Regions from separate parts of the Columba livia genome. Here region 1 is linked to region 2. A link is a contact called in public Hi-C data. All regions are on one chromosome and are shown on one strand. Each heading gives the region's core, a stretch centred on a gene start, on an enhancer-like site or on the middle of the called end of the contact. The rest is flanking DNA. Distances are from core to core; before and after follow the strand shown.

Evidence for each region. Hi-C and Micro-C count contacts between places; a contact is called where the count stands out from the background.
Region 1: a contact with region 2 is called in a Hi-C map of liver, with 3 times the contacts expected there. The contact joins the enhancer-like site here to the promoter of RAP1GAP2 in region 2. A contact is called at or near these places in 2 of 2 Hi-C or Micro-C datasets (crop and liver).

What each region holds. Positions count from the first base shown.
Region 1 is chr20:569,185-576,032 of bColLiv1.pat.W.v2, forward strand. No RefSeq gene overlaps it. Among named protein-coding and RNA genes, the nearest start is that of PAFAH1B1, 11 kb to the left of the region's middle. Within about 2 kb of position 2,832, at least 1 of the 3 cell types and tissues checked has an H3K27ac peak away from gene starts, as active enhancers do.
Region 2 is chr20:491,298-498,061 of bColLiv1.pat.W.v2, forward strand. It overlaps RAP1GAP2 (RAP1 GTPase activating protein 2), which reads right to left and starts at 2,696. Exons shown (of 26, transcript XM_065036571.1): 1 at 2,555-2,696. CCDC92B (coiled-coil domain containing 92B) reads left to right here and starts at 1,679. Exons shown (of 4, transcript XM_065036590.1): 1 at 1,679-2,168; 2 at 5,353-5,506. The coding sequence starts at 1,908.

The DNA.
Region 1 (6,848 bases), core at 1,582-4,081, 78 kb after region 2:
GCTGAGGCTGCGAATCACACTGTTACAAACTCCGTTCCACAGCCCGGGTACCAGATGTGTCACATCTGGCTGCTTCGTTACACACCAGGGCAACGATCAGCTGCGTGGGACAGAGGTTGTTCAGAAAGAGGTGGTGGTTATCTCACCTGACAGACAAAATGAAAAATACCAGCGCTCATTTCAAGCTCTCAAAGGTTTGATTTGGTTAATTCGTGTAGTACTTCTCTGTGTTAGATTTCTCCCTGATAAGATGGGAACAGCCGTTCTGATGCGTAACTCCTTAAAAGCAGTGTGATACCAGCGTTTTGGATGGAGGGGCCGGTCACTGATGCGTCACAATCCTGAGCAGACCCAGAGCAGCCCTGTGACCTCATGTTGGCCTCTCGACAGTTTCCATAGATGCACAGTGGAGCTAACAGTGCTTAATTATCCACTTTACTAAATGGTGTTAAGGCTAGGGACAGTATGACCATGTAATTACTCTTTGTAATGAGTCCTGAAAATAAGTGACTAAGAACCAGTAAATTGCAAAGCTGCTGTGTAAACTGTGTGGACAGGGTGGGATGGGGAGCGTGTCCAGAGGGCTGTGCAGTGCATGCAGCTGCAGCGGGTCACGCTGTCCCTGCAGCCCTGGACACCATGCAGTGGGTCTCTGTCCCTGCAGTGTGTCCCTGTCCCCCTGCAGCAGGTCCCTGTGTCTCTGCAGCCCTGGACACCCTGCAGCGAGTCCCTGTCCCTGCAGTGTGTCCCTGTGTCCCTGCAGTGAGTCCCTGTCCCTGCAGCGAGTCCCTGTGTCCTTGCAGTGTGTCCCTGTGTCCCTGCAGTGAGTCCCTGTCCCTGCAGCGTGTCCCTGTGTCCCTGCAGCAAGTCCCTGTCCCTGCAGCGAGTCCCTGTGTCCCTGCAGCAGTTCGCTGTCCCTGCAGCGTGTCCCTGTGTCCTTGCAGCGAGTCCCTGTGTCCCTGCAGCGAGTCCCTGTGTCCCTGCAGCGGGTCGCTGTCCCTGCAGCGTGTCCCTGTGTCCCTGCATCGTGTCCCTGTCCCTGCACCCGCGCGCCTGGTGCGTGCAGCAGCGCTGCGCCGCCTCGCCCGGATTCCAGCAGCTCCTGGCTCTTGCGCAAGGCTGCAGTCCAGCGATCGCTGAGCACCATGCCAAGCTCTTTGCATCATCCGCTCTCCTCCCCCTCTCTCCACCGCAGCTGTGATAGTAACAATTACGCTGGGAGGAGTGTGTCTCTCTGTGGCATTTCTACCCATTTGATCCCTCTCACACAATCACAGGGAGGTGGGGTTTCTGTCTTGCTTACGTGTCTGTGTTTTTAAATCAGCCTCTCCTTGTGTTGCGGCTCTGCAGTCGACATGCACCGGCCAGTCTGCACCCTGCGCGGCAACTCGCGGCTTGCAGGCTGCCCGCGGCTTCGCACCCGCCAGATCCAGACAGCGCTGGCGCCCGGAGCTCCCGCTGCGCAGCTCCAGGCTGACCAGGAGGAGGGAATTGTTCCTTCAGTGCGAAGGGACGCGGAGAAGAGGCCTCGCTGGGTCAGGTGTTTGCGGGTCCGCGGCAGGACACGGGCTGGCGACAGCGTGGTCAGGGCTGAGCGGCGCGGCACCGAGCGTGGCCCGCGCCGGAGCTGCTGCCGGTGAGGGACACGGCACAGCCACCACACAGCTGGGGACACCCCAGCCCTGGCCAGGGCACAGTGAGCAAGCCAGCAATTTTAGTCCCTGAAATCGATTTATTTTGAAAAGCAACTTAAAACATGTTTTTGCTTGCTGGCCAGGTCCAGAAATGCTTCACCATCTTTGTCGTGTCCTCAGATTTTTGTAAAATATAAAAACCAAGGACTTTGTCCCTTGCTAACACAACTGCTTTTAGAATCCCTCCATCCTTTTGGACCAGAAGAAAGATGTTTCCATGTCAGCTCCCCGAGGGCAGTTAATGAATGCCGTGACACGCGTGGATGGAGGCAGCTCCTGGCCAGAGGAGGAGCAGGCAGAGAAAACAGTGATCAGCTTTACACATTTCCAAAAAAAGTCCCAGATAGGTCCTCCCCCAGAGATTTTTTTCTATTTTATTTAATTCTTCAACCTCTATTGATGTTTTTACAGTATCATCAGGCAGTATTTACATTTGTTTGTTTGATAGTAGAGTGTTGATGAACAACATGTGAAAGAACCAAACCCAAATTACTTCAACGTTATTATCACTTTGTCATTAGTGTAATTTGGAGCTTGTTTATCAACAATCTCGCGTTCTGAGATGCTGGTTCAAAATCTGCTGAAGGAACACGCACCTGGAACCACGTCTGTGGTTGAGTCCAGCGGGCTGCCAGCACGGGGCATCACCGCATCCTGTCCCCAAGTGCCTGTGACACCACAGAACTTGGTGGTTATTTTGGTGGGGTTTTCGTTGTTGCTGTTTTGGTTTGGTTTGATTTTTATGTGTTTGTTTGGGTTTGGTTTTTACCCCAGACAGGAGCGGCCGTGCCCATCGGCATCCCCAGCGCTGCCCCAGGGACACGCTGCAGGGACAGCGACTTCCATAGCGTCAAATGATTCCTGCGACGCTCTGAAAGGGCAGCGAGCCTCATCATTTTAATAGTGCTTATCTGGGAATATTAGTGAGTGTTTCCTCCCAGCACTCCGAGGAATGAGCAGCCGCTGGGCAACCCGGTTGGCTGAAAAGAGCCCATTGTAGCTGTGGTGTGTGGGGTGGAGCGCACAACGAGGGCACCCGCTCCCGCAATGAGGGCACCCGCTCCCGCTCCCGCTCCCGCAACGAGGGCACCCGCTCCCGCTCCCGCTCCCGCAACGAGGGCACCCGCTCCCGCAATGAGGGCACCCGCTCCCGCTCCCGCTCCCGCTCCCGCTCCCGCAACGAGGGCACCCGCTCCCGCTCCCGCCCAGCGCACTCGAGCCCCATCCACCCCGCCCGGCTCCCGCCTTTTCAGAGCAGATCCGGCCAAGGCTCAGGCAAGGCAGGCTGGACGAGCTGCAGTGCTGCTGGTGACAGACCCCACAGTGCTTTGCATTTATTGTTGTTGCATTTGGAGACACGGACTGGGGAATCGAATACACCTTTTATGTCTTATCTTACATTGTTTCTACAAGATTGTTTAGTGAGCATGCCATCTTTAGGCATTATTGAATAAAAGCATCGAAAATGGAACCTTAGCAGGCTGGTTCGTAAGAAACAGAAGAGCGCAGGTCAGATCCAGGGCCGCACGTCCGGCGAGCACAAACAGCCGTGATCCACCGCTCCCGGTTACCCGTACCGGGGACGTCGTCCACCAGAGGCACGCGGTGCTGACATTGCTTGTTGAAGACTTCACATGTGAGCGTATGGTAGAAATACAAGGAGGAGTTTGGAAATATTGGTGGAAAATAATACACATTTGCTTATCCCTATTGTCTTATTTACAGATGTGTGCAGCCGTAAATAACATCTGAATGTGTTTGTTTACATCCATATTGCATCTTACGTCTGTTAATTACCAGGTTAAAATATCTCTGTCTCTGCCCATTGCATGAGCAATTCTAGGGAGATTTTGGCTCACTAGTTAATATAGATTTTTTAATCTATTGAGAACGGGGCTGAAAGTGGACTTAGCAAAATGGCTTGTGGTTGGTGTTTTTATTGTTGGCCTTCAGTGAATACCATCCACATGGTTTCAGTGCTTGCCATACCTTGCCGTGTCTGCTAAGTAGAATACAAAATTATATATAAATATATATATCCAGTTAAATGTAGTTTTACAGCACTTTGGGGAAGATGGGGCCAACTCTGACCCAGTTTTTCACTGAAGTGATTAGCAGTTCTATATGCCTCAAACTGAAATACATTAAAAGGTGCTGCCTCGCTAAAGTTTTCTCTCTAGTGATCAGGTTTCTTTGTGAAGTCCGTGGTTAACCACTCAAAAATAGATTCACTGACACTCACTAGGTAATTCCTGAATATTTAGGGCAGTCGTTCTTCTCATTTCTAGTTTTCAGGTTTTGGGACGGAACCTGGTGCGAGTAGTTACCGATTTGAACTCACTTTGTTTGCACTAATGTTAGTGCAAGTTTTGCCATGGGTCTCCGTGGCCAGAGCCTTTTGTAAGGGCTTTGTCTGGACTGATTCTGGGGGAGGGCGTGCGGGGCGAAGCGCTCCCGCGTGGCGCTCACCGCTGGCCTGCCCGCCGCTCCAGGCGCGGCGCCGGCGTCGGTGCCCGTGTCGGTGCCCGTGTCGGTGCCCGTGTCGGTGCCCGTGTCGGTGCCCGCCCAGCGCTTTCAGGTGTTCCGGCAGAGCTTCTTCCCCTTTCCTGCCGTGTCGCCTGGATCTGGAGCTGAGGATTTGCTCAGCTTTAGCAATCCCATTATAATCAGAGCAATGCAATTTGCCTGCAGACAAGATCTTAATGTCATTTTCAGTGATTATACCTGTGTTAAAGTTACAGTATTGGTTCAGAGCAATCTAATTATTTTAAATCATTATTTCAAAATAATTGTAAACCAAATTGCCCATCCTTTTTAACAGAATTGCTTCTAATATCTTTTCCTCAAACACTTTTCTTCTCACCCTTGTTGTGCGGACACAGCTCTGTCACGCTGGGCTCCCGCGGCGCTCAGCGATGCTGCGCACACCTGGCCGGGCCGGGCCGCGCCGCCATCCGCCGGCGCGGAGCTGCTGCCAGAGACCGAGCGACGCTCAGCTGTTCCGCAGCACGAGGAGCACTAATTGCAATTAGCAGCTGTGCACAGCAGGGCACACACGGCCAGCACCCGCTGCATCGGCACCCGCTGTATTGGCACCTGGTGTATTGGCATCCACTGTATCAGCAACCCCTGTATCAGCAACCCCTGTATCAGCACCCACTGTATCAGCACCTGGTGTATCGGCACCCACTGTATCGGCACCCCCTGTATTGTACCCGATGTATTGGCACCTGCTGTATCGCCACCCGGTGCATCAGCACCGTGAGGCCGGAAGGTGACCTGGGTCTCCTGCCCCGGCTGGAGTCCCTTTGACGGGCGCTGTTCTTAAAGGTTCTTGTTCTTTGAGAAAAAGAGCTGCTGGTAAAACGGTTTCATAGCACGAAAAGTGGATAGTTCAGTGGGTTTGTATTTCAGGGTGAAGAAGTGCTGAAGAATCACGCTGTGGATATTACAGTAGGAAATAGATGTGCAGAAGTACAGACCATCGGGAAAACGGACCCGATCCTCATTTCATTCATTAGTGTGCACAGATTCATCCCATCTTTACAAATGTTCTGGTGCCACACAAATGCTGTTTGGGTGGATGTATTCAGAGGAATAGTGACATCCAGTGGCTGCTCAGCCCGGCCACAGGAGCAGCAGCGTTTCAGCGGAGCGGCCGGAGCCGCACGTTCTGTCCGTCTGCAGCAGATGGAGCTTTTGTGAACACATGTAATATGCCACCTTCAAGACTTCTGTGGTGGCCCAAGCCTTGCCAAACCTTGTCCAAACCTTGCCAAACCTTGCCCAAAACTTGCCCAAGCCTTGCCAAACCTTGTCCAAACCTTGCCAAACCTTGCCCAAGCCTTGCCCAAGCCTTGCCCAAGCCTTGCCATCTCCATGCTTGTTCCGCTGCAGCCGGCGGTGTGATCACACAGCGTGTGCAGGAGGAATTGCAGCGTGTTCTCTGGTGGGAGCTTTGGACATGACACCTGGTTTAAAATCTCCTTTTACCTCTCTAAATGAGTCTTACTAAGTACATAAGCACTTCGGACAAGAGCAAAGCTGGCGGCTTTGTGTTTTGTTTCCTGCAGCAGTTGGCAGGTTAAGGGAGATGTTAATGACGTGCCATTCATAGCTCTAGGATGCCGCTTGCCGTGGCAGAACTGTGTTCTGGGAACCGAGCGAGACATTTCAGAGGAACCTCGCACAAAACTCCTAACATCTCCTGGAAGAAGCCTTCTGATATTAAGCATACAAAGAGCTTGATAGAATTAATGGTGGCTCCCAGCGTGAACAGAAATAATTTCAGATCGAGTGCCTAATGTGCCTGTCAGTACTTCAAAATGAATGATTAAAGATAAAAATAGATTTATTATGTTCTCAATGGCATTGAGCCTCAGAGCAGCGGGAAATACGGTGTCTACTGGCTGAAAACCCCGGGTAAGACTGTCCTGCTGCATCCTGAAAATGGTTTCACGGTGTCTGTTGAGCAGAACTGATTGCGCTGTCAGACTTGTAAATGTTTCCAGCCCTGGTCGCAGTTCCAAGAAGCACCTGGTAAATTAGTTTTGACTCCTGGCGGTGTCAGTCCCACGTGGTGGTGTCCTTCATGTTCTTTTAGGAGCTGCCGGTGACCCGCACGCGTGTTGGGGACTCTGCTTGGTGGGGCTGCCCCGAATGTCGCTGCTGTCCCGCACCCCGCAGAGCCCCAGGGCGGCCGCCGGGTCCCCGCTGGTACCTGCGCTGATTCCGTTGGTGTCACCGGTGTCACCTGTCCCAGTGAGACCAGCGTGTTTCCCGTGTGACTGCATTTGTCATCACAGCATCCACCTAGCAAAACCGTTTCTTATAAAATAACTGTATTTCCCTTGTTTCTGCCTCGTGGCTTAGTTTTGGACGAATATTGCCAGAAATATGTATAAGAAATTTCATAGTACCAGTAACATAAAAATATTGCCACAGTACTGTCAGAAGCTTTAAACACGTCCGCTTGTGAATAATTCACACGACCAGCAGCTCCACCACGAGCGTCCTCAAGGTTTAGCAAAAACTCCTTTGCAAAATACCCGCTGAGAAGACCCCTCCATCTCACCTGCCCAAAGGGCCAGCGGTTTCACTCTTTATGGGCGCGTAATTTATCCAAAGAGCGCTGAAGAGTTAACAGCTCTTGTA
Region 2 (6,764 bases), core at 1,446-3,945:
GCCAGCGGTGCTGCCAGCACCTCTCCGGGCAGCGCTGCAGCTGCGTCTCCCAGCTGGTGCCCAGCAGGCCAGGAGCAGCCCGGCTCTGCCCGACAGCCTGCGGAGCTCTGTCACACACCTGGGCTGGCAGCAGGGACCCCACAACTCCTCCTGAGGCTGAAACAGGCATTCCTGCCAATTTTGACTCATTGTGTTGATTAGAAACCACCTCAGACCCATCGGAGAGGCCGTTTCTGTCTCTCAGAACAAAGTGGGAGCAGGGAGCGAGTCGCAGCGTAACTGCAGCGCAGGACAGTGTGGTTGCAGGAGGCATTAGCTGGGGGGCTGCTAGGCCATGTCGTAGTCAGAAACCTGAGAGCAGCTCTCTCAGATCAAAAAGCTGCCACACAAACCAGCTCACTGTGGAATGGTGAGCACAAGCAAGAGAGGTGATGGGAAATGTTGACAGTCTGTGTGCACTGTGGCTGAATCCAAGCTGCCAGCAAGCCCAGAGGATGCGCCGTGCCCCGCTGGGTCAGAGGATGCGCTGTGCCTGCTGCCTCCCCCGCACGGCTGTGTCCCCGAGCCATGACCTCGTTCACAGAGGCAGCTTTCCCCAAATGCCTGACCTTGGTTGTTTGGAGGCTTGTCTTTTATTCACTGGAAAATCAATGAAAATTGTACAAACCTGGTGAAACATGATGCACTCAGAAATCACTCCTCCCTCTTTCTCCAACCCCCCTATCTGTAATTCACTGCTACTCAAGTTAGCACACAAGTTAGGGAAAGATACAGTGAGACATTAAAACAGCACACACACCCCTAAACATAGCAAACTGCAAAGAGAGGGGCAAAAGACACCTTGGCAAGAGCTGGCCTGATGGTTATAAGCAGCTCCTGATGAGACAACATTTATCTGAGTACGAATGTCTGCACTGTCCTTCTTCACACAGAAATCCTTCGCCTCTTAACAACTTGTCATTGCAGGAAGATCTCTTTTTCTCAGAGAAAGCAAGTTGAGAGGAGGCCCACACAGGAGTGAGCACAGGATAACCTCGACTGCTTTGTGTAGCACAGGCACTCGGTCAGAGGTTTGAAACACCCAAGGGGAAGAAAGGACGTGTGGGATGACGAAATGATGCCATAAACCATACCCTGTGGGCTGCCCTATAACATCTTCACATGCTGTTAGTGCACTGAAGGCTGAGTACGCAGAACAGTGGCCGTTGTAATGTGAGGATGGCAGCACAATCTGGTTGAGCATCAGACCAGGAACACTGCACTCTCTGTGGCAGATTTGGGAATAAGGGAATGGGAATCAGCAGACTGTCAGCTGACGGGGAGGACGCTACCATTTCTCTGCGCCTTCACTGCCATGCGACATGGAACAGGCCACTGCATCTGAGCTTCCCCTGCTGTAAAAGAGGCACAATGAATTTAGTCATCTTTGAAAGTGGAGCCCAGCTGGTCTGCATATCACAACAAAAGGGTATGAAGAATTAGTAACCACATAAGTAAAACACCTTTTCTCACCATCTCTCTGACCACAGCTTCTGGGAAGCTCTTTTTTGACTCGCGCTCCCCACCGATTTCCCGGCTGGAGTGGGGACCACCCCACATCTCACTTCCATTCCCCCCTTCAGTCGCCTTGACGCTAAAAACCCCGCAGGACACGCGAACGCTGGGGGTTCCCAGCCGCCCCGAGCCCGCGGCCGCTGCCGCTGGCGCCCGCAGCCCCGGGGCTGCGCTGGGGGCGGCTCCGGGACGCGCCGGCTTCAGCACCGCGGACAGCGGCGGGGAGCGGCACCGCCGGCGGCCGCGGGGCGTCCCGGGAGCGGAGCCCGGTCCTGTGCGGGGTCCCGGGGAGCGGAGCCCCGGCCTCAGTGCGTCCCCCCCGGGGAGCGGAGCCCCGGCCCGGCTGCGAGGGGATGTTCCCGGCGCTGGGGTCGGCGCCCCGAGCCCCCGCCTCGGTTCCCGGCGCGGCCCGGCTCCCCGCCCTCGCCCCGGCGGAGCTCCCCAGTTCCGGTCACGTTGCCGCCTGTTTACGGCGCGGCTGGCGGCGGGGCCGGGCCGGGCGAGGCGGGGCCGCCGCAGGCAGCGCGGGCAGCGCGGGAGCCCGGCCCCGGCCCCGGCCCCGCCGCCCCATGACGCCCAGCGGGCGGCCGGCGGGGCCCCGCCGTTCCCCCCAGGTAAGGGACCGGGGCTGGGCGCGGGGGGTCGGCCCCGGGCGGGGAGAGCGGCCCCGGCGGGCGGCGGCGGCGCGGAGCCGCTGCGGGGATGCGGGCGCGGGAGCCGGGGGCCGCGGGCGGGGAGCGGCCCGGGCAGGGTCAACGCGCGGCGTGGGGACCGTCCCTCCAGAAGTTGCCTCCAGCCCCGCTTGTGCCTGTTCTAGAAGTTGCTTCGCCCCGCCAGACCCGCCGCCGGTTCCCCACCCGCTGCGGAGGCAGCTCCGAGCACAGCGGGTTCAGCTCCGGCAGCCGCGCGGTTCAGTGTCCGTAGCAGGACTCCGCTGGGGATCAGAAAGCGTCGCTCCGAAATTCCCGAAGTGCAGGATGGCACGGGGGGGATCACCCACCTAATGTGATGATTGATTCGAAGCGTTGACGGTTGGCCAGATTCTGCTCCTGGCAGCGAGCTGAATCCATAGTTAATTCCCCCAGAGCCAGCAGGAGAAAACACGGCCTTGCTTTCAGCATCTGCAACTGAATCACAAGCTTCAGCTTTGGCCGTTAGTCACGCAGCGGTGTTTAGAGAGTTGCGAGAAAACACAATAATTTATAACCATCGCTTGTATTGATTTTATCTTTAGATAGATACTGATAGATAGTGAATAACAAATAGGATTCCAAGTGTAATTCTGCCTCTGCTGAGATCAAGGAAGGTTTCCCACTGACTTTCACAAGGCCAGGATTTCACCTCTAGTTTCTATTCCTGGCATTGCTGCTACCTCTGTGACCTTCTGCAAGTTTCTCAGCTTCCTGCTGCCTTGTTTTCCTGACGTTTAAAGCCATACTAGCTCTGTGGCATTGTTGCTAATTTGCGTTTGTGTTCTTTGAGGTCGTAAATACTAAGCAGTATAGATTTCTAATACGTATCAGTGTTTATTTCTGCATATGTTTTAATGTGATGGAGAGGGGTTTGCTGGCAACCACAACAGGATAAATTATCGACCTGTTTTGGCGGACCTGGTTTTCGCCCTCTGACTCCTGGTTGATTTGCCATTTAATGGGGAAAAATGATTAAGTGATCTTGGTTTGACAGTTGTTGTGCTGAGTATGTGTATGTGCCATATCTGCCTTTCAAATGCACCATCAGAGCAGAGGTTTTCCCTTGGGTCGAAGTTTTGGGATTCTGATTGGCGTGAAACAACAGCCTTCAGTATAGTTTTGCCCTGGAAGCAAATTCTCAAACAACCTGTCTGTGCGATGGAAAGCAGCTCTTAGCAGACTTGCAGCTAAATCATTGTAGCTACTGCAAGAAGTTGCTTCGGTCTTTTTGATTTGTAAACCGAGTTCTGGTAAGTTGGCATGGAATTGTGAATCTCACTGAGGTCTGCGAGCGCTGGACCAGCCGGCTGGGATCGGGACCCCATGTGCCCTGTCCCAGAGGCTGCAGTCGCACGGTGAAAACAGTGCTGCTGTTCCTGCCGGGAGCCGAGAGCTGTTTCTCAAGGGAATGGCTGAAAGTCAGGGTGAACAGACACAGCTCAGCCAAACCCGCTAGGGATTTCTCATAGCAATGCTGAAAACAGTCACGTAAATTATGCAGGCTTTTTACCTTCCAAATCAGAGATGACAAACAGCTCTCAATTCCAGAATTGTTTTTCTTTGGCTTTCTTTACAGCTTGATATTTAATCAACAATTTCTTTTTAAAGAGAAACATTTTCATTGGTAAAAAAGGGTAATTTCCCACTTAAAGGCAGGAGGGAAAGTTCAATGGAAAATTTGCAGCCATTTCTATTAAAGACGTTTCAACTAGACAGAACAAAGTGCTTGAAAATAGCACGATGTGTCCCCCGGGCTTTGTCCAACCTACTTTCCGCCGTTCCCGAACGAGGTGCCACGGCTCCCACCAGGAGGCTGCTCGGCTGGGCCCGGCGTTGCAGCCCCGCGGCTGGCGGCAGGACGGGCCGTGCTGGCGGCGGTTCGTGTCTCCAGCCTGCAGCAGGTGCCGGGAAACCGGCACAAGTGAACTACCCCCCCTTAACAAATTCCCCTCCCTCTCATGGAACAGGAGACCCAGTTTAAGGATTTCATGAATCTGGAGAGGCTTTGGCAAGAGGAAAGCTCTGAACTCACGGCACTGCCAAGATTGCTTACAGTGGAATCGAGCTTAAATGCACTTTGATTCGATTTAGGTTGCAGGAATTGTCTTGAAATGTGCTGCGTTCCCCAGCTGTGCGTGCCATGGACGTGAGCCAGAGTGCTCGCTTCATGTTGAAGTTTCTATGGAAAGAAACCTGAAGTCAGCTGTGAATGAAGGGGGGAACGGCAGCAGCTCCCCGGGGACAGGACAGTGCACACAGTGTCCGCTGCTGGCCGGTGCGGTGTCACCCCGCTGGCACCGCGGTTTGCTGAGGCTGCCCCTCCTCCTGCGCTGCGGGCGGGGAGTCAGGATGGATTCCATGTTGGCAGGAAATGGTATTTCCCAGGATTACGGGTCCTTTCAGAGGGTTATTTTTCCCCTGTTGCACTGGCACGGCGGGCAGTTCGCGCCGCTGCTCTGCCGGAGCCTCACGTGGTGAGGGACCCCGACGTGCGCTGCACTGCCCGGCGCGGGACTCGCGGCAGCTCTGCTGCGCTGGCCAGATTACTGGGGAAAATGTTTCTTCTTCTGGAAGACAACACGATTCTCCTTGCCATGTAACGCTGATTGGGTTAGACGGAGCATATTGTATTTTTCATGTGTTAGATCTCTCACTGCAGTTACTGCTTCGTAACATGCGGCTTGTCAGGCGAGAGCCAAAATCGTCTCTGGTGCAACTCCCACCTGGGGACTGCAGGAGCAATCCTGCCCCAGATGCGATCCTGCTTGGCGATAAAACATGTCCTAGGGCCAAATCCAAAATAGAAACAAGCCATCCTGATGTCAGGGTCCGTGCGGCAGCATTTTCTGCTCCTGCAGCCCATGAGCCTCCAGCCTGAGCGCAGCAGGACGAGAGCCAGTCCCAAGAGGCACTGGGCCAGTGGGGCAGCTTGGGGACCGTTCCCTGGGGACCTGCTGAGTGCAGCTGCATCACGCACAGCCACGGCCCCTGGAAAGGGCAGATGAGAGCAGTCCCCCCTCTGCCCCTCGCCAGGCTTCGAGGACCGGGCTCGCCCGCCCGCTGAGCTGCCGTGCATCTGATCACCAGCCATCTCCGCTCCCCACAGGCCTGGACTGTGAATTTGGTTGCGATGGAGACCGTGTCCCTGGAGCACCAGATCCAGAGCGTGCAGCGGCACATCGCTTTCCTGAAGAAGGAGCAGATGGAGCTGCTCCATGACCTGCACCTGGAGATCCTGCGCCTGCAGAAGCACTGCTCAGGTGAGCGCTGGGGCGGCCACGGCGCGGGGAGCCGCGAGCCCACCGAGCCCCTGCGGGCACCCGGGGCCGGGCCCACACGGGAGCTGGCGCTGGGGCTCAGCAGGACGCGGGGGAGGCGAGCATCGAGCCAAGGGATCCTGCCGGTGCGGGATCAGGGGATCTCCATCCCTTCCATCCCCCTGCTTGCACCCCTGGCCAGGTGCCACCAGCCCCTGCCGGGACCATGCTACGTGGTCCAATGTGGCACAAAGCCTCTTGAGTCGCTCCTCTGCCGGTGGGTGCCAGCAGCTTCCTCCAGCTGCAACTCTGAAGAACCAGAGTGATGTTTTTCCCGGGCATCAGCTGGCCAAGCAGGTGATAAAACAGGAGTCTGTGTTGATAATCCAGCACTAAAGCCCTCCCTTTGCCGGCGTGCCATGCTCAGGGCATGCTTCGGAAGCAGGATTAGCCCCGGCGGCTCAGCGCCCTCCCGGCTGCTTGTTCTGCCCCTTGCAGGGGTTGGGCTGCAGCGGTCACTGCCCCACGGGGTTCCTGGTGTAAGGCAAGGGAAACCCGGCATTAGCCAGCAAGATGGCTCTGCCTTTTCCTCCCATATTCTGTGCCCACAAAAGTGTTTTGATCATTACGATGTGAAAGTGGTTCTTCATTTCTCTCAGGTGCCAGTGGGCCAGGGGAAAGAGGCAATGGGGGCATGTGAGACCACTTTCAAAACACAGCCACCAGCCCCCCGCCCATGGCCCTGTGGTGCCAGTGTCACCCAGTGTCACCCTCCCCTTCAGCCAGCCTCGCTCCCCGGCCCCCGCCCGCCACCAACCCTCCTTCCCGCTTGTGCCAGCGCTCTCATCAATAATTCAGCCAGAGCTAATTACTCCTTGTCTTCCAGCCTCTCGCCCTCCCTGATTCCTGGGAAACAAAGACGTCTGCAGTGGTAGAATTGTCTGTTTCTCTCCATCCTTTCTGAGCTTTTGCTGTTCTGTTTCGTTATTTTAACGGCTTCATCCGTGGCCTCTCCAGATAGGAGATGGCAGAGTTCTCGTGCCTAAGTCAGCCGGGGGGGTGGGAGTCCCAGGGGCACGGCTGGTGGTCAGGGGTCTCCCCGTCCCAGGGCAGCGGAGTGACAGCCGTGCCTGGCGGGACAGGTGGCAGCCTCGGCTGACGTGTGTGCTTCTGCAGCCCCTGCCCGTTCAGAGCGGTGGGGGCAGCCGGCTGGTGTGCAGGTGACTGCAGGCGGTCTGGGTGCCGCGGTGTGGAAGGTGCG